2 separate regions of the Capsicum annuum genome follow, and region 2 is linked to region 1. The links are chromatin contacts, called in public Hi-C maps. All regions are on one chromosome and are shown on one strand. The core of a region is the stretch at or near the end of the contact, and the rest is flanking DNA. Distances in the headings are between cores, read along the strand shown.

The links. Hi-C and Micro-C count contacts between places; a contact is called where the count stands out from the background.
Region 2: a contact with region 1 is called in a Hi-C map of leaf, with 3 times the contacts expected there. The contact joins the promoter of LOC107870806 here to the promoter of LOC107870807 in region 1. A contact is called at or near these places in 2 of 5 Hi-C or Micro-C datasets (bud and leaf).

What each region holds. Positions count from the first base shown.
Region 1 is chr5:127,906,639-127,910,719 of UCD10Xv1.1, forward strand. LOC107870807 (protein COFACTOR ASSEMBLY OF COMPLEX C SUBUNIT B CCB4, chloroplastic) reads right to left here and starts at 1,953. Exons shown (of 9, transcript XM_016717455.2): 1 at 1,661-1,953; 2 at 1,160-1,332. The coding sequence starts at 1,795.
Region 2 is chr5:128,076,688-128,080,509 of UCD10Xv1.1, forward strand. LOC107870806 (ubiquitin receptor RAD23d) reads left to right here and starts at 1,399. Exons shown (of 12, transcript XM_016717454.2): 1 at 1,399-1,794. The coding sequence starts at 1,729.

The DNA.
Region 1 (4,081 bases), core at 703-3,202:
CCAACTTCCAGCTAAACAAGCAACTTGAGAAGACTATCATACTCTCAAGATCAGATTCCCTTCGTTCCTTCCTTGAGGTCAAGGAAATTTTCAACAGGGGAGATCTGATAGAGAGAGAATTGCTAGTAGTATAGTAGGCTTAAGAGATGGTACTTCCAAGTAGTTAATTCGATTAAAGAGAAGAAGCCACGAGTCTTGTTTATTCTATTTAGGTCCCTCCTTATAGTTATCTGAAAGGAAAGGAAGTAGTCCTAGTCTATGAGTTAGTTAGAGGTGTCAGACAAATTAAGGAAAGGACACGTGTCCATGCTTGGTCCCCAATTTATTGTGTTGCTCTCTTTTGCAAAGATCATGAATGAAAAGCTATCTTAATTTTGCCCTAAAATTTCTTCTTTCTTAGCTGCATTTACTTACTTTTTGGCTGATAATTGATCTTAGTATCACCTTTCCTTTTTCTCTTAATATGACTTGTAAGTACATTGCCGAGAGAAGTGTGTCTATGATTTTTCCTCTTCTTCTTTTCCTTTTAAACTAAACTTTAGCTAAAATGGGAGAAATGATTTTCTAGCATTTTATAAACTTTTTTTAGTTTTATATCTTTTTTATAACAGATCTTGATTTTTACACATAAGAGACCCTCATTTTTACACTTGAAGATCTGAAAAGGTCATTTTCTTAATTGCGAATTATAAAAGGGCGAGAAATCTCATTTTTAACAAAAACATTAAAGCTACTAAAAATTTCTTGACAAAATATTGAGGAAATGAGATCTCTTATCCTCTTACAAAACGCATAAAAGAAAATGACATTTTCACTTCTCTTATGCATAAAATAGAACATCTCTTTTGTGTAAAAAGTGAACATCTCTTGTAAAAATGCCATAAAACTAAAAATCTTTTGCAAAGGGTTAGAAAACAAGTTCTCTCCAAAATATTCCAGGACACAAATTGCAGCCTGAGGGCGAAATTGTTTTCTAGCCCTTTGTAATTTTTTTTTTTTAATTTTATGGCCTTTTGACAAGAGACCTTTGTTTTTATACCTAAGAGATCTCAAAAGCTCATTTTATTCTATTCATTTAGTAAAAGGGCAAGAGATCTCATTTCCTCCAAAAAAAATCCTCTGTGTAGCAATGAAAAGGAAGAAAAATATAGTAGTTAACCTGCTAGCATCAGCGACGGGAGCAATACCAGAGACAGTGCGATTGAACAAAACAGCCAATAAAGACAATCCACCAACGTAAATTGGCAAACTCCGAACCAAATCATCATTATTCGACACCCAATCAGCTATCCTTTCCCTCCCTGGCCTCGGCCCTTTATACCTATTTTCTCCCTTCATTCAATTTTTTTTCAAATGAGAAGAAACCCACAAACACATTCATAGAACATCCAATAAATAAAGAGTCAATGGTTAAAAATACACTGTTTCAACTTTTGAAATTTCATATCAGGTGTTTGAGTTTCCTCAACTATCACCATCACGGATTATTTATTAAAATACACCTCAATTTTTAATTATTTGAATTTCATACCTGGACTTTTTAGATAAGAAAAATGAATAATGAATGATTTAAATGTGTTTTCATACACAGATGATGAAAATTGGAGTAGAAAACGCAGACATAGTTAATGGTTATACATTAATGTGAAATAGAGAGTACCTGGGAACTTAGAGAAGCATTAACAGTAAGAGTAACAGTAACAGTGCGAGGAAAAGCAGAGAAACGAGGAGAGCGGACAAGTCGTTGTGGCGATTGGTTTAACGGAATGAAACCAAGCAGATTTCCCGCTTCCATTTTTCTGTATGATTCCGTGTTTATAAAAACGGATAATAGCTTGCATCCAATCACAAATAATGATTTTATTATAGAAAAGAGATTTTTTTCACCCTAAATTATCCGTTCACTTAAACAAACTTTCATTTAACATGACATTTAAAAAAAAAAAAAACGTGAATCTGATTTTTTGTACAAAAATGGTTCACTAATATTTATAAAATATACTCTCTCCGTTTCATATTAGTTGGCGCTATGAACTTGGCACACTCATTAAAAAAATATTAATTAGGGGGTTTATTTTACTAAATTAGTCTTATTAATTATGCTTTAAAAATATAAATTTAAGTAAATACATTTTGTTTAGTTATTAATGTTAAGGGTAGTATTGCAAGAACATAATAAAATTCTCTTGATTTCATCAAAGGGACAACTAAATTAAAACAAATATTTCTAGTAAGAGGACCAACTAAAACGAAACAGAGGAAGTATATAGAAAAAATGAAAAAAAACTCTCCTTTCCCCCTCCTTCTAACTCCCACCCCAACCCTAATTTCCCCCCCCCCCCCCTTTCAATGGCCCCCCACCCTATTTCCACCTAATTTTTTCTTCTTCAAGTACCAAATTCATCCTCAACCCCACTCTCACCTCAATTTCTTCTCCTTCAACTATCAAATTCATCACCCTCACCCCAATTTCTCCTCTAACTATCAAATTCGTCACTCCACCCCATCCCTAATTTCTCCTCTTTCAACCTCTTTTTTCCATACCCTCTTTCTATTTATGGGCTTGAAATTAGTTTAAAAGGAATGAAATTAAATTTGAAAAATTAAAAATTATTTTTATGATTTTGAAAAATTAGAATGAAATTGAAATTGAAGTCGTTTTCCGATGAATTTCGTCAGAGATAAAAATGGAGATTGGTTGGGTTGTGTTTTTTAGCAAGGTGGAAGGAGATGAGTAGTGGTCAACAAGTTGTTGTTGTTTTTACGGTGAGAGTAGACTGAAATGAAATTAATTGTTGTTTGCCGGCGGGACCTCGTTTGGTTGATTAGCGGACTTTTAGGTATTTAGTCGTTGGTTTGATGTCAGAATTTGGATTGGTTTGACCGGATTTATCAGTTTGAATTTTTGGTAACTGATTTATGATATTTTCCGATGGAGGTTGAGCTTGATTATCGATTTCAGGTGAGTTTGGGGTGGGGAAAATGGTGGTGTTTGGTCGGTAGCAATGGCATTTTCCGACAGAATTGTGTTGCGATTTTTATTTTCAATGGTTCCACTAAATACCCAAAATTGTACAATGGATTAAAAAAAATGATACATTCTCAGTTTTTTTTATTTCAACAGTATATAATAATTTGTGGCACATGCTTTATTTTTAAGTTATATATATATATTTATTTGTATATATATATATATATATATATAAATATATATTCAAATCATTATCGGACTTTTTAAATTCCCTAGAAATTTACAGATTAATCCATCGTTATTGCTAAACACTGAGAGGATAATCATATACTAGAGGTATAGTAACTTTACAAGATCAAAAGTAAATTACACATTTTTACAAGATCAAAAAATTGGCGGTCATCCGCACAGCTATCCAGATCTATAAAAAACACATTACTTCTACAAGATCGGAAAGCTCGCGGTAATTCGCACGGCTATCAGATCTATAATATTTAAAACACATCTGGAAGAAAATATGAACTTGATATAATTCATCATAATTTACAAACTGTGGAGAAAAATACAATGATCTATGTAACGACTACTTACATGTCTTAAGGAAGAAGTGAGGTTTTCCTTTCGGGAGTCCCCTGAAAGCTAACAGCTACCGCAATGAAGGAATAAAAGACTAATATACACTACACACTAACTTTTTTTTAAAAACAAACTAAGAAACTTTATGAACAAAAGATTTAGAAGACTATTTTTCTCACTCTTGATTTTTCTCTTACTTCTCTCTAGTTATATGTCTTTAAGTCATCCATAATGTGGTATTTATAGACATTTGTGGACTTCAAATCCTAATTCAATGTGCTTGATAAAAACTTTGGCAAGTTGAGTGGGACCCACGGTCACATGACTATGTTTCCACTTTAACTCCCCTCTGTCCATTTTTTTCCCATTTATTCATCTGTTATATCATTGCATACGTCTCTTATTTTGTCTTTTTATAGATATCATCATTGCTTACGTATCCAAATTGTGTAACACTTCTAGAGGTAATGAATTCTGTAAAGGACTATGCAACCCCTCTCTATAAAGCTTTAATGATTTAACAGAGGCATTAGA
Region 2 (3,822 bases), core at 149-2,648, 170 kb after region 1:
CAAAAAAAAAAAAAAGTTTTTAATTTATTTTTGAAAATTAATTTTTTTTCTTACTCCAACCCTACCCTCTATCCCCCACTCCACTACCCCATTCCCTTTTCTTATTTATTTTTATTATTTTGTGTTAAATATATATATTATTTTTATAAAATATTTTTCTATTTGCGTAACGAAAGTACGAAATAATTTGTTTTCCTAGGTTTCTTTTTTGTATTTCATACCAAACACGCTCGTAGAATACACAAATGATGCATTCAAACTTTGTACTTATCGTTGGTGGTCACGTTTCAAAACACCAAAAAGAAATGAAATTTGTTACTATAAAAAATAAATCCGATTACATTTATTTTGATCTAATCTTATATTGATTTTGTTAAATTTATATGAATTTAACAACTTAATATGTTTATATGACATAATTCGTGACAAATTAGCAGGAAGAGAATTATTTTATTAACAAATTGATAAATTTAACATTTATAATAATTAAGAATATTTTAGTAAATTTATCAATTACAATATAATATTATATCAAATAATAAAATTATTATTAAACAATAAAATAATACAATCCATTAAAACATTATATATTATAATATATTATACATTACAATATCATAAAACCATGACAAACCATCATCCAAATGAAGGGTGTATTTGGTATGAAGGAAAACATTTTCTTTTGGTTGGCTTATATGTTTTGGAAAATGTTTTTAAACCAACTTATTTTTCTTAAATTTAAGGAAAATGACTTCCCTTCAAAAAGTAGGAAAAATATTTTTCAAAACTCTCTTTCAACCTCACTTTAAAGTTGAAATGTTCATACAATTCTCAAAAAATAATATCTATATTTTATTAGAAAATTTGAACTTTTCTCTTACCCCTATCCTCCCTCCCCCTTACCAGCCCCCTCTTCCATCTCTCCCCCTCACCCCCAACCTAAAATAAATTAAATTTATTTTTTAAAAAATTTTAATTTTTTCTTCCCCCTTCCCCTTCACTCTCCTATCCCGACTCCCACCACCTAATAATCCCCCTTCCCCCCGCCAATTTTTAAATTTTCTTTTTAACAAAAAAAATTCTAAATCTTTTTTTACCCCACCCTACTACCTATTCTGACACCCCTATCCACCTGCCTACCAACCTCCTTCCCAAAAAGAATTTAATTTTTTAAAATTATTTTTTGAAAAAAGATTCTAAAATGTATTTTTACACTTTAACTAAACACTAAAATATATTTTTTGAATTTTTTTTTTCATTCACCAATCAAATACTAGAAAATATTTTCTATTCACTAACCAAATATAAAAAAAATAAATAATAAATCAACTTATTTTTCAGAAAAACATTTTCTAGCAAAATACTTTCGACGAAAAATATTTTTCTTCATACCAAACACACCCGAAGTGTAAATATATCCTTCCCATATTCCCCTACCCCCAGACCGCCACCCTACCATCTTCCGTATGACAAAAATCTAGCTGGCTGATCCTTGAAAAATCACGGATGACTACCAAATCACCATCCCGTGATTTACACTCGCTTCATATGCGCGTTTGACTCAGGAACTCCGACTCCTTAGATTGTTATTATTAGTAGTATAAAAAGCGACACTCTTTTAACCCCTTTACTTGCACCATACGGTCCTCCTATATTTTTCTTCCTCTTCTTCACCCCCGTTGGGCTATTTCGTTGGCTATCAAATTTTCCGGTGACGTAAGAAGAGATATGAAGATTTTTGTGAAAACTCTTAAAGGTTCTCACTTTGAAATCCATGTCAAAGCTCAAGACACGGTAGTTTTTCGACTTTTTCTTGATTATAAATGTTGTGGATATCCCAATAATTTTTTAAATTCATTTTGTTTTGTCTTTTTTTTGTTCGGAAATTATTGAGTTGAGGTTTGTTTTGATTTGTTGACGTAATTTGTGATGTATTATTAATGATTGATTTAGTCGGTTTATTCTGTAATTTGTGATTAGAATCCTAGTTAGGAGATTTTGAGGTTTGTGTTGAAGCGGTTTTGATTTTGATTTGAGTTATTTGTGTTAGGAGTTGCTGAATTTGTGTTTAATTGGGCATACATAGTGGATTGTCTTTGTCAAAAGTGTGCTCTAGTGTTTAATGAAGTGGATTGAGAATTGTGAGGCCTCAGGCTAAAATCATCCCAACAGAAACAAAAACACTATTTGCACGTTTGGCAATGTTTCATTGTGAAATTTGAAAAAAAATAGTTTTTGTTTTCAAAGTGATAAAAAATGATATTTGACAATTAGAGTTGTCTTTGGCCATGAATACAAATAGGAGTTGGTTTTTTCCATGAATATTTGAATATAAATAGTTGTTGTTTTTGAATGTTTGTGAGTAATTTGGATTGAAAAGTGATAACAACCTACTTTTGTTTTCGAATTCTTGAAAAATTTGGAATTTAACTTTTAGTTGTATTTCGGAATTTTCTGAAATTTTATGGCCAAACGTGTTTATGGGAGCTCAATTCCAAAAAATGTCAAAAATTGACATGGTCAAATGTCCCCTAGGTGATTTATTTTCATCCGTCTCAGCCTTGGTAGATAGAGTTACTTAATAGTGGGAGGTGGACGGTTATCCCGTAGAATTAGTCATTAGTCATGGTGCACATTTTTTAGGTGTTTTAACATTTGGTTGGGCTTTTTTAGTTGGTAGAGACTGCTTGCCAAGATATAGTCAGTTTAAAACCGGGATAAAGGAAGAGGGTGCAATAAGATGAAGGGAAATAGTCAAATTAACAATTATTTGAATTCTAAAGATTAGAGAGGATGGTTGCAGAGGGTCCATTTAGTGGAGTCAGTTTGGAATTAAAGGTGGTTGGGTTGGGTTGGGTTGAGTTGATATACTTTGATGAATCTTCTGAACAATACAGAATAGAGCTATGTTGCTCGGCCACCTTCAAAAACATCAATGGGCGCGTGTTGAATTCTCCAGATTCTTGGAGAATCCGATATGGGTGCGGCATCGAAAATGAAGAGTCTGCGCAACATAGGAATATAGCGGATGGATATCTTACTTAAAGAAAGAAAAGAAAAGAATAGAATAGGTGGATACAAAATATCCGGAGAATCTTTGTAACTTAGTTGGCTTCCGGAATTTTCACCTCGTTGCTGAGGGTTCGCTCCCCACCTTGTAACCCCCGCTAGTTTCCCCTTCCCCTTCCCCTATCCCCAATAGGGTTGGAATTAAGTTGTTGGGTTGATATATTCTTGGAAGCCAATGAAAGACATGGATGGTGTGGTTTTTTCTGAGGGGAGTAAAGAAGTTTTGACTTTTGCTACTATGGTTGAAGTTGCATGACATCCCTGATGAAGCTGTGAAGTTAGAACTGTTTCTGCTAATAAGGTTGAAGATGCACGACATCCTGTTGTAGTTTAGAAATTGGAACAATTTGGAAAACTAACCTTCAGTAGATTTTGTTACTTGTACTTTTTGACTAGTTTCTCACTTTTTAATTTGGTGGAGAAATATTGGTTTATTGTCAGTAATGTCTAGTTTTTGTTCCCTTTTTATCTGTTGACTTTATTGATTATTAGAAACTCAGGTGGTTTCTTCATATCTGTCCAAGTCTTGGTGGATAGAGTTACTCGGTTCTTCTGTTGGTGGGAGCTAGAAGGTACTCTTTGGAATTAATCCAGGCGCACACAAGCTAGTCTGGATACCTCGATATCAAAACAAAAAAAGCAAAACTGAAACACTTCTATGGGAATATATACAAAGAGAGGTTACTCTTCTCCTTTGTGAAGTTGTGAGATGGTCATGACGTGTCCATCATCGTAACCCAATGATGCTGGTGT